Regions from separate parts of the Mus musculus genome. Here region 1 is linked to region 2. Evidence: chromatin contacts called from public promoter capture Hi-C data. All regions are on one chromosome and are shown on one strand. The core of a region is the stretch at or near the end of the contact, and the rest is flanking DNA. Distances in the headings are between cores, read along the strand shown. Region 1 holds the start of Hspbp1 (HSPA (heat shock 70kDa) binding protein, cytoplasmic cochaperone 1). Region 2 holds the start of Dnaaf3 (dynein, axonemal assembly factor 3).

The links. Capture Hi-C pulls out chosen DNA fragments and counts their contacts.
Region 1: a promoter capture Hi-C map of adipose tissue shows a contact between it and region 2. The contact joins the promoter of Hspbp1 here to the promoter of Dnaaf3 in region 2. A contact is called at or near these places in 7 of 39 promoter capture datasets (the C10 cell line, the HPC-7 cell line, embryonic stem cells and 4 more), 4 of 484 Hi-C or Micro-C datasets (the G1E-ER4 cell line, bone marrow-derived macrophages, cortical neurons and 1 more), 9 of 115 datasets of contacts at active chromatin or transcription factors (bone marrow-derived macrophages, embryonic stem cells and pancreatic cancer cells) and 4 of 9 other capture datasets (adipose tissue, embryonic stem cells, liver and 1 more).

What each region holds. Positions count from the first base shown.
Region 1 is chr7:4,682,891-4,689,290 of GRCm38.p6, reverse strand. It overlaps Hspbp1 (HSPA (heat shock 70kDa) binding protein, cytoplasmic cochaperone 1), which reads left to right and starts at 4,310. Exons shown (of 8, transcript NM_001360629.1): 1 at 4,310-4,397; 2 at 4,725-5,019. The coding sequence starts at 4,816.
Region 2 is chr7:4,529,267-4,535,121 of GRCm38.p6, reverse strand. Dnaaf3 (dynein, axonemal assembly factor 3) reads left to right here and starts at 2,657. Exons shown (of 12, transcript NM_001033548.3): 1 at 2,657-2,744; 2 at 2,847-2,935; 3 at 3,242-3,384; 4 at 4,255-4,348. The coding sequence starts at 2,851.

The sequences.
Region 1 (6,400 bases), core at 3,061-5,560, 150 kb before region 2:
GTTTCTCACAGGGTGCACCAATGCAAATTGGTGCTCCTCTGAAGTGGTAAGCCTATCAAGCCATCTTCATTTCAGTATCAAATCTGAGCCATACACTGTTCTGAATGGTAAGGATATGGCAGGGTGCTAAATCTACAAAATTCCTCCCCGGGACAGCCATGGCTACACAATAAAACCCTGTCTCAAAAAACGAACAAAACAAAGCAAAACAAAAAAATACATAGTTTTGAAAAAATTTCACACATGTCTATAATGTAGTCTGGTTACTCTCCCCACATCTGTAATTTATTATTTGTATGTGTGTGTGCAGATGTGAGTTCACACGAGCGCATAATGTTTGTAGAGGACAAAGGCTAGCCTCTAGTGTCCTTCCTCATGAGCTCTCCACCTTGGGTGTTTGTTTTTGGAAACAGGGTTTTTCTGTGTAGCCATGGCTGTCCTGGAACTCACTATATAGACTAGGCTGGAATCAAGATACACCAGGATGTTGTAGATCTGTAACTGAGAGCAGAGTACATACTTTAAACTCAGCACTCATCATGCAGATATGGTCAAACTTCTGTGAGTTTAGCAAGTCCCAGGCCAACCAAAGCTATATAGTAAGACCCTGTTGTGCCCCCTCCACAAAAAAAAAAAAAAAAAAAAATCCTTAACTGAATCTCATCTTCAAAATTTCTTCTGGCATATAAGGTCATATATTTATAGGTTCTGAGAATTAGAGCTAGAATGTATGTGTGTGTGTATGTATGTACATATACATACATATATATACATTATATACAACACATATATGTATATGTATGTATATGTGTCTATGTATGATGTATATATGTCTAATGATATATGATACCACATAGTATAAATGTACATAGTATATTTATATGTATATATAAATATTAAACACATACACACCATGATGATAGCCTAGATGCAAGCTCCTTGCATATTATGAAAGTTACAGTATGATACATAGATACATATATAGAGATAAATACATTTGTAATAACCTATACGGAATGTGATCATATAGCTTTTCCATCTCTACTGAGATTCTTTAGAGTAAGAGGACTCCTATTAATAATAGCATATACCTGTAATCACAGTATTCGAGAGGAAGAGGAATTCAAGATCAGACCAGATATATAGCAAGTTCAAGACCAGCCTGGGCTACAGAGATCCTTTTTAAAAACCTAGAGAGGCCGGGCGTGGTGGCGCACGCCTTTAATCCCAGCACTCGGGAGGCAGAGACAGGCAGATTTCTGAGTTCGAGGCCAGCCTGGTCTACAGAGTGAGTTCCAGGACAGCCAGGGCTGTAGAGAGAAACCCTGTCTCGAAAAACAAAAACAAAACAAAACAAGAAAACCTAGAGAATAGGGTTAGGGAAATGACTTAGTTAGTAAAATATTTGTTGCACATGATAAGGGACCTGAGTTTGAGTCTCAGCACCCACAGGGTAGGTGTAGTAGTACATGGTTATAGAGAAGTGGAAACAGGAAGATTCTCTGGGATTCAATAGCCAGCTGGCATAATCTAACGGGCAAGCTCCAGGGTCAGTGACAGACCCTATCTATAAAAAATAGATAAAAATAAAAGGTAAGGCTGGAGAGATGGCTTAGCAATTGAGTTCTATTCTTTCAGAGGACCCAAGTTCTGTTGCCAGAACCCATGTCAGGAAGTTCTCAATTACTGGTAACTCCAGCTCCAAGGAATACAAAACCCTCTTCTGGCCTACACATATACACATACATAAAGAGTCTGGATCAGGTGAGATTGCTCAGCAGTGAAGAGCATCGCCTGCAGCCAGACAGTGGTGGTGCACGCTTTTAATCCCAGCACTTGGGAGGCAGAGGCAGGCGGATTTCTGAGTTCAAGGCCAGCCTGGTCTAGAGGACAGCCAGGGTTACACAGAGAAACCCTGTGTCGAACAAACAAACAAACCCCCCAAACAACAAAACAAACAAACAAACAAACAAACCGCACTGACTGCTCTTCGAGAGGTCCAGAGTTCAATTCCCAGCAACCACATGGTGGCTCACAACTACTATCTATAACAAGATCTGATGCCCTCTTCTGTCATGCAGATGTATATGCAGACAGAGTACTAATAAAAATAAATAATTTCTTTTTAAATACAAAAATCAAGCCAGGCAATGGTGGCAAATACCTTTAATCCTAGCACTTGGGAGGCAGACACAGGTAGATCTCTGAGTTTGATTCCAGCCTGGTCTACATAATGAGTTCCAGGACAGCCAGGGTTACACAGAGAAACCCATATCAAAACAAAATTAAAAACAAGATATTTGTTAACAGCAATAGTAAGAGTTACAGGGAACAAACCTTATCTTCTGGCCCACAAGGGCACCAAGCAGGTACATAAGGTGTGTATATATACACAAGTAGGTAAAATACTCATACACAAAATAAAAATGAATAAAACGGAGCAGGGTGAGTGTGCATACTTTTAAAAAATATTTATTTATTATTATACACATGTACACTGTAGCTGTCTTCAGACGCACCAGAATAAGGTGTCAAATCTCATTACGGGTGGTTGTGAGCCACCATGTGGTTGCTGGGATTTGAACTCAGGACCTCTGGAAGAGCAGTCAGTGCTCTTACCCGCTGAGCCATCTCGCCATCCCTGAGTGTACCTACTTTTAAGGCGTGTGAATATTTATGAGTTGTAGGGCAACCTGCTCACATCGTTCTGCAGGCCTGCCCAGGCTACATACTGAGAGCCTCCCCAAAACAAAACACCAAAATAAGGAACCATCTCCAAAACAAAAAACAAAAGAGGGGTGGGGTGGGACGGAGAGAGAGTTCAATGAGAGATATTTCAATGATTAGGAACTCTTGTTGCTTTATTGCTCTTGCTGAAGACTCAGGTTCAACTCCTAGCACCCAATTATGATGGCTCACAACCATCTGTAACTCCAGTTCCTGGCAATCCATCAAGCAAGCATACAGTGCACGCACATACATGCAGGCAAAATGTTCAGGGTCAGTGGTGGCACACGCCTTTAATCCCAGCACTCAGGTGGCAGAGGAAAGTGGATCTCTGTGAGTTTGAGGACAGCATGGTCTACAGAGTAACTTCCAGGACAGCCAAGGCTATACCGTAAAACACTGTCTCAAAAAACAAAACAAAAACTAACCAACCACAAACTATTTGTACACAAGTAAATAGGTAAGTCTACAAAAAAATTAAAAGAACAACAATAATTTAAGAGGCTGAAGAGATAGCTTGTCATTAAGAGTACTTACTGTTCTTGCAAAGAGCCTGAGCTTGGTTCCTAGCACCCATATATATATATATATTGGTTGTCTCATAACTGCCTGTAACTACAGCTTTAGTTTGTCCTTTGTCTCTGGCCCCATAGAAACCTGCATTTACAGGCATCTGCCTCCTCCCCTACTACATAATTAAAAACAATCTTTAAAAATAAAATCTAGCCGGGCAGTGGTGGCCCACACCTTTAATCCCAGCACTCGGGAGACAGAGGCAGGCAGATTTCTGAGTTCGAGGCCAGCCTGGTCTACAAAGTGAGTTTCAGGACAGCCAGGACTACACAGAGAAACCCTGTCTCGAAAAACCCAATAAATAAATAAATAAATAAATAAATAAATAAATAAGTAACTCTAAAAATATTTTTAAAATGATTGGAAGATCGAAGGTGGAAGACAGCTGATGTTGACATGGGACTTCCCACACACCATGCATAGTCACATGAAGACACACAACTCACACAGAGTATTCCACACTGAAACCGGTAATAAATGGGGAAACTGAGGCCTAGAAAAAAGTGAGCCCGAGTCTCAGGTTACAAAGGTGGGATATTAGGGGAGATATCCCGAGACTCTAGGAGCAAATGCAGTTAAAATCAGTTGAGTGAGGAACAAAACCGTCTGAGCAGCAGCAGCAGCAGCAGCAGCAGCAGCAGCAGCAGAGAAGGGGCGTGGCCTACGCAGGGGCGTGGCCGAACAGGACAAGCTGAAGTTCCAGGTACTAAGAGGCGGGACTTGACTGGGACAGGCCGAAAGGCCTAGAAAAGAGGCGGGGAATATGGGCATAGGCGGGGCCTATGCCTGGGAGGGGAGGAGTTCGCCATGAAAGTCCCTTGTTTGCTAAGATAAACAGAGGAGCTAGGGGGCGGGGCTTATAACAAAAGCGCGAAATGTAGGGGCGTGACAAAGAGAAAGTGGTGGGGGCCTAGTCGACAGAGGCGGAGCTAAGTGCCGCATCCGCTAAGAGGTGCTGCTTAGAACTGGGCAAACAGCTTGGGGTGAGGCACTTCCGTGTGAGAACTGCGTATTTCCGGTAAAGATGGCGGCGCCCAGTAGAGTCAGGTGCAGCCTAGTCTATCTTTAGGCGTGGTGGCAGCTCTAGACCCGGCAAGGTGAGATCAGCCCCATTGGGGCGCCCCTCTTCAAAGACACGGGAGGAGAATTGTTGCTAAGGAGACTGAGCGAAGGCTTGTTGCCATGGAGGCGGGGCAGTGGGGTTGCTAAGAGACGAGGACGCAAGCTGGGGAGCTTGGGGGGGCTCGTTGCCAGGGAGTAGGTGGGGCCTGTTGCTAGGGAGCAAGGAGGGACATCTGGATTTGGGCAAGGGTCCTGTTAGTATGAAGGAAGGAAAGGGGGCTATGGTTAAGGTGGTTGCAGGCAGAATGGTTTGGGATCATGAGAAGACTCCTAACACCTTCAAAACTCCACCTTCTCAGCAGACCTTCAAGAGTCGACCCATCCGGACACCATTGCTGCCTCAGCGGTGACCATCAATTTCCTTTAAACACATTCTTCCTTCACAGAAAGTCCATGGCAGACAAAGGCTCAGGGGGCAGTCGCCTCCCTCTTGCGTTGCCTCCGGCCTCTCAGGGTTGCTCGTCAGGGGGCAGTGGTTCCTCGGCGGGGGGCTCAGGCAACCCCCGGCCTCCACGGAACCTCCAAGGCCTGCTGCAGATGGCTATTACTGCGGGTTCTCAGGAGCCAGACCCCCCTCCAGAACCCATGAGCGAGGAGGTAAAGTATGAGGACCTAAGAAGGTTGGGTGAGGGTCCTGAGGATCTAAGTGTCTTGGGGAGAGTGGCTTAGTGAGCTACAAGCTGTTGTCTTCCTGGGTGGTGAGCTAGAGTCTAAATGTGGCATCATGATAGGGTGAAGGTCAGCTGTAAAGTGTCCGATCGCAGCCTTGTATTGGGAAGTCTCATGATGAGTGAAAAGTCTAAAAGCAAGCTGGGTTCTCTAGACCCAGGCAGAACTAGATTCAGCTTTGTCTCCACAAGTGTGACCTTGGGTATATTATTTAATCTTTCGAATCCTCAAGTGTTCGTTCATTTTTGAATTGATGGTGATAATAGTAATGATAGTGTCTTATCAGGCAATTCTGATGTTCCAGTCTATACTGACTCGTACACAACGTAGTTGGGTTTTGCCAGTTGCCAGCCATGACCTTGGTTGGGCAATTCACATCCTTTCTTTGCCTCTGATTTTTTTTTTTTAATCAATGAATTTGGAATAGCTATAATAAAACCTTACAGAATTGTCTTAAAGGTTGATAGGAATTTTTCATGTAACTTTTTTTAATTGACATTTACGATACATAGAATATTGTAGTAATTCAGTTAAGTTACAGAATAATTTATACATGTTGTGTCATGTTGTGCCAAGGTGGAAATAGGCATAGAGCAATGAGATAGTTTGCCCAAATTTGTCCAGGAGCGTGATTTCAAAGCCTTACAGCTTCTTCCCCTTTTCTTTCCTGTTTTGAGATTGCGGTCTCAAACAGACCACGCTAGCCTTAATGACCTTACCCTCCTGACCTTCCTGCCCCACCTCCAAAGTCTTGGACTTACAGATATATGGTAGCCATTTCAGTCCTCCTGAAGCGCCCTTTTGGGGACAGTGTAGTTTCTGGTCTTCCTCTGGACTCCTTTCTTTTGTTATCTCTTGTTCTCCTCATTCTCTATCTTTTCTGGCTTTTTTTTTTTTTTTTTTAATTTCTCCAGACGACAGTTGGCATGGCTGGAGAGCCCTTCTTGTTCCAACTTGGTAGCAAGTGCAGACCAGGGATACTATTCAAACCTCATGTAGTTCTCAGGACTTTTGTCACAATACAGAACCATCCAGCTCACCACAGCCTCCGGTTGTATAGCTGATCCTCAAACCTGACATCTTTTGGGAAATGGGCGGGACTTGTTGCTGAGGACAGAACCCCTGTATCAGCCTGACTCCTCTTTCTCCCCTCCTCCCTTAGCTCAACAGTTGGTTCTCTCTTCAGAGTCCAGGATCTGGCCATATTTCACACTGATACACAGATGAGGTTGTTCTTGAACTTGCTTCTGCCTCCATCCCACCCCGTGCTGGGATTATAAGCATGTGCCACCGAAACCTGCTCCATAAA
Region 2 (5,855 bases), core at 1,408-3,907:
TTCTTCTGACTTTTACAGGCACTGGACACACATGTAGTGCACAAACATGTAGGTAACACACACACACACACACACACACATCTAAGCCAGGTGTGGTGACACATGCCTTTAGTGCTAGCACTCAAGAAGCAAAGGCAGGTGGATTTCTGTGAGTTCAAGGTCAGCCTGGTCTATATATGGCAAGTTCCAGGACAACCAGACCCATGTAATAGAGAGACCTTGTCTCTCTCTCAAAAAAAAGGAGTATTCTTTAAAAACAAATTGAAAATAAGTCCTTTGGCCAGTTGTGGTGGCAGATGCTGGTAGGATTTGCTGAAGGAGGCAGAGGCAGGAGGATCACGAGTTTTAGGCCAACCTGGGCTACATGGTAAAAAGAAAAAAGAAGTCTAGTGAATGTTGAGGTGACTTATGGAGGTCAGGGAGATCTCTGAGGCAACACTTGAATGACATACTAAGAATAAATGGCAGGCATACCGATGCGGGAGAAACAGAATAGAACGTTATTCCATCACAGGAAGGAGTCAAACCTGAGAAGCTGGTGCTTGTGTGTCAACCTGAGATCAAATGCAAACACCAAGAGCAAAGGCAGGCATGGCCAATGCTACCGTTGGGGAGCAGAGATCCACAGATTTGAGGGCAGCCTAACAAGAATGATGAACACCAGACACCCCTCTGTGGCATCTGCATTTTCATGGCCACAAGCACCCACACATGGGTGTGCATACATGCATATGGTACAAAACACACAGAAAGGAGCGAGGTGTTCTGCTTCATCGTGAGTCTGGAATTATATGATGTTATAAGTTATGCTATACATTTCTCTTTGCCTTATTGTGTGAGTTTTTGACTGCCTGTCTGTCTGTCTGTCCCCAGCATGTATACTGTGTACCACCTACATGTATATCCTCAGAGGCCAGAAGAGAGCATCAGATTTCCCGGGACTGGCATTATATACCGATGGTTGAAAGCTGACTGACATGTGGGTGTTGGGATCTGAATCAGGTCCACTGGAAGAGCAACCAGCGCTCTTGACTGCTGAGCCAGCTCTCCAGCCCTCTCTCTGTGTATAATGATGCTTGAACTATTACACCTACTTCTATCCCGTGACCCCCACCCCACAGGATTGAATTATAGTCTCGTACTATCACACCTGGATTGATGTGGTGCTGGGATGGAACACAGTGTTTCAGTCACGCCATTCCTGAAGGTATCGTTTCTGTAGCATTGTCTCGATTAGTTTTTGTCCTTCATTCTAGTAAGTTCTTCTATTGCTTAACATGATCTGAGAGACCAGTGTTAGGTATCTTCCCAGGAGGAAGATTTCTAAATTTGTATTTGAAAATTTTATTCTTTGTGTGTGAGTGTGTGTGTTACTCAAGTGTTTGTGGGTGCCAAAAGAGGTGAGAAGAGGGCATGAGAGCCCTGGGGCTGAAAGTACAGGCCGTTATGATCCTTCTGATGTGGTGCTGAGAACTGAACTCTCCCGTTCTCTAGGAGAGCAGAAAGTACCTTTATTTTTTATTTTATTTTATTGTTTTGTTTTTGTTTTTGTTTTTGTTTTTTGAGACAGGGTTTCTCTGTGTAGCCCTGGCTGTCCTGGAACTCACTCTGTAGACCAGGCTGGCTTCGAACTCAGAAATCCGCCTGCCTCTGCCTTCCAACAGAAAGCACCTTTAACTGCTGAACCTTTCTCCAGCTCCCAGCTCCAGGAGGGAGGATTTTTTTTTTTTTTTTTTTTAGCTTTTATACAGTGCGGTAGCCTTTGCTGGGCTAGAATAAGATATGGCAAACTGGTCTTGAACCACTGATTTTCCTACTTCAGAATGTTGGTATTACAGGTCTGTGCCATGGTGCCTGCTAAAGATGTATTATTGAGTAATGACTGTGAGTAATAGCCTGATCATATATTCTAGAAAAATCTACTGAGCAAGGTCCTGTTTTTCACCTAGTGAGGCCTGTATTCAGACAAGAGCCCAGGTGTAAAAGAAACAAAAACAAAAGAACAAAACAGAGATGTGAAGGCATGTCTTGGCTTCCTGTTATAATTTGGATTCACAGAGATTTCATTAGAATCCAGGAGTGGTGGCTCACAATATTTAAACCAAGGCCAGGAGGACTGCTGCGAGTTCGGAGTAACTCGAATAAAGAGGGACTCTGGCTCAAAAAGAAGAAGAGGAGGGAAAAGAAGAAGAGGGGAGGAGAGGAGGAGGGGAGGGGGAGAAGAAGGAAGAGGAGGAGGAAAGAAGAAAAAGGAAGAAAGGAAGGAAGGAGAGAGAGAGAGAGAAAGAGAGAGAGAGAGAGAGAGAGAGAGAGAGAGAGAGAGAGAGAGAGAGAGAGAGAGAGAGAGAGAAAAGAAAGAAAAAGAAAAGAAAGACAAACAGGGAAGACATTTCGTTCAGTTCTGATTTAATTTGAAGCAGCAAGGTAGATCCTCCCTTTCCTAGAAATTTGGAGGACGGATCCAGAAAGCAGGCACCCTACTCTGGTCCGGCTGTCGTTATGACAACCGCGTCCGGTGTCCAGTTTCAGACCACACCGCAGCCATCTCCCGGAGCTTCTATTGGTCAAAAGTTCATAGCGAGCGGCACCTTTTCACGTTAATTGGTCAGTTGATAGCAATAATGCAAAACCACCTGCTCCCATTGGGTGATGACTCAGAGTGGGCGAAGCCTCTGGGAAACTGTTGTGGTGGCTTCCAGGAGCTCAGCACAGGACCCTACCTACGGATATTTTGAAGAATAAAGGTGAGGGGATTAACGTGGAGGCGAAGGGGTAAGAAGCGGGGCAGCGAGAAAGGGAGGGATGAGATGGACAAATGTGGAATTCCCCGGACTCCTGTCCCACAGAGCGATGACCACGCCTGCGGGCTCGGGCACCGGTTATGGTAGTGTGTCCTGGTGGGGTCTGTCCCCGGCGCTGGACCTACAGGCAGAAAGTGAGTCTACCCTAAGACCACACACGGTCTTAGACAGAGGTGCCTTTCCTACTACAACTGTGGACTGTGCTCACAGCCCACAGCACTTGTGTCTGTGGTAGGGGATGCTGATGGGATGTGTATACCAACGTTCCCTAAATTAACTGGCTTGGGGAGAAGGGTTAATACTGAGTGCTATAAGGCAAAGGTATCGCTGTTTTTTGGAATCCAGGCTCGGCGTATCAAGCCTGCTGGTTTCTTAACTTCTAAAGTTAGCTAACTGCAGGAGAGACGAGCAGTCGACTCTGCCTGCTATCGTCTTGCCAGGTCCTCCTGTAGACCCAGATTCACAGTCGAAAACAGAGCGCAAGGTCCCAGAACTGGATGCCCTGCTGTTAGGTTCTGTGGATGGTAGACACATGCTGCGGACCCTGGCCAGGGCAGCGCTCTGGCCTCTCAGGAGCTTCAATGTGAGTTGGGATTCTGGGATCCTGGTTGGAGTGGAATGAACGGCCGATTCCTGAGCCTTTGAGAGAAGAGAGGATTGCAATGAAAGTTTCCAGGTCCTAGAGGTTAGGCTGTGGATCTGAAGAGTCTCAGACCTTGTCCTAGGGAAGTAAGGTCCTGGGATTTGAGGCCCCTGGGCTTCAGTAAGAGCGAGAGCCCAAGAATCAGGTCTCCAGCCGGGCAGTGGTGGCATATGCCTTTAATCCCAGCACTTGGGAGGCAGGTGGATTTCTGAGTTCGAGGCCAGCCTAGTCTCCAGAGTGAGTTCCAGGACAGCCAGAGTTACACAGAGAAACCCTGTCTCAAAACAAACAAACAAACAAACAAACCCCAAAAAATCAGGTCTCCAGAGTGAGTTCCAGGACAGCTAGGGCTACACAGAGAAACCCTGACTCAAAAAAACAAAACAAAACAAAACAAAACGAAACAAAACCAAAAACAAAACAAAACAAAAAATCAGGTCTCCAGGAGTGGTGTGAGGGGTGATCTCGAATCTAGACTTATGGCTTAAGAGAGAGACCTAGCAAGCTGGATCTAGTGGTTAAAGCCTGTAATCATAGTTGCTCCGGAGGCTGAGGCAGGAGAAGCATCGTAAGTTCAAGGCCATCCTGGGCAACAGAGAGTTCAAGGGCGACCTAATGAGACTATGCCTCACAATAGAAAGAAAAACAGGGGGGGGGGGGGATGTGCTGGGAATGGAGTTCAGTGGTGGAGTGCTGCTCTAACTTTTACAAGGTCCCTGGTTGGGTTCCATCTCCATACAGGGGTGTTGGGGGAGGCTGGTGTTCTGGGCTCCTAGGTCTGCAGAATTGTCTTGTCTGTCACTCGTGCAGTTTTATGTGCTGGAGAATAATCTGGAAGCGGTAGCCCGACACATGCTGATCTTCAGTCTAGCCCTAGAGGAACCTGAGAAGATGGGGCTCCAAGGTCAGTTGCTTAAGACTCTAGCATTCAGCCAGGGAGGTGGGTATGTCTATAATCCCAGCACTTGGAAGGCAGAGGCATGTTGTGTCCGGCCAGCCGACCACATGTTTTGGGTCCTAGGCTGGAAAGGCATGTTGGAAACCTGGAAGAGAAGAAGGGCTAGGCTGCGCGAGATAAGGAAGGAACCAAGACAAGCTTTCTGCTCAAGGTTCAATTTTAATGTCAGCAAACACGCTTTATAAAGAAAAGGGGAGGCCCGTCCCTGGCCAAGCAAAGTTCCTTTGAAGTAGATAGGTCAGCCTTTTAGTGGGAACTCGCAAAGATCGCAGTTCGGTGTTAACTCTGGAAGATTCTTGGAAGAGAACCGGTTCAGGCCTCTGGCAGGTTGAGCCTCAGGCAGGTAGTGGCACATCAAAGGAGCAGCACAGCAGGTGGCTCCGCTCAGGCGGTGGTGGATGGTCACAGCCAGCCTTGCTGGGCTGGAAGGAGGTAACAGAGGCAGGCAGATTTCTGAGTTCCAGGACAGCCAGGGTTACACAGAGAAACCCTGTCTCAAAATGAATGAATGAATGAATGAATGAATGAATGAATGAAACAAAAGACTCTAGCATTCAAATTCAAAGCTCCCACCCCCAAAGATACTGGCCTTCCAATGGTGTGATTTAAAGCTTTGGAGATGGGATGGACCTGGTAGTGCACACCTTTAACCCCAGCACTCCAGGGACAGAGGCAGGTGGGTTTCAAAGCGTTCAAGGCCAGCCTGGTCTACATAGTGAGATCCAGGCCAACCAGGGTTCATAGTGAAACCCTGTCTCAAAAATACAAAATAAATAAACCTTTGAAAACGTAGCTCAGCTAGTAGAGCGCTAGTGTGCACAAAGCCCCAGGTAGGGTGGCACAAGGTCACAGCTCTAGGGAGGTGGCCAAGAGGTTCAGAAATTCAGGTTGTCCTTAGCTACACAGTTTTAGGTTTTGTGGGGTGTATCACATGCCATTTCAAAAAACAAACAAATGGAGTCTGTGAAGATGGCTCAGCTGGTAAAGGTGCCTTCGATCAAGCTTGATGATCCGGACTTAATCTCTGGGACTATAAGAGAACTGTCCCCTGAAGGTCATCATCTGATACCCACACATGTGTTATAATAGGAACACACACAATAAATAAAATGTAAAAGGCAGAGAGAGAGAGGGGGGGGAGAGAGAGAGAGAGAGAGAGAGAGGAGAGAGATCTTCAGTTTTTATTTCCTATGTCATCCTTTGCAAAATGCAGATTCCACTAATGTGGGCCTTAATATATATTTATTTAGTGAGTGCATGTGCGAGCCACGGATTACAAGTGGAGGTCAGAGGACAACTCACGGGAGTTGGTTCCCTCCTTCTACCGTATGAGTCTCAAGGACAGATCCTTAGACTTGGCAGCAGGCATTCTTACCCACAGAGCCATCTTGCCATCCCCCACCAATAGGACTCCATTCGAGGATTCTATAGAAAAATGTGTAGTGTTTGGCTT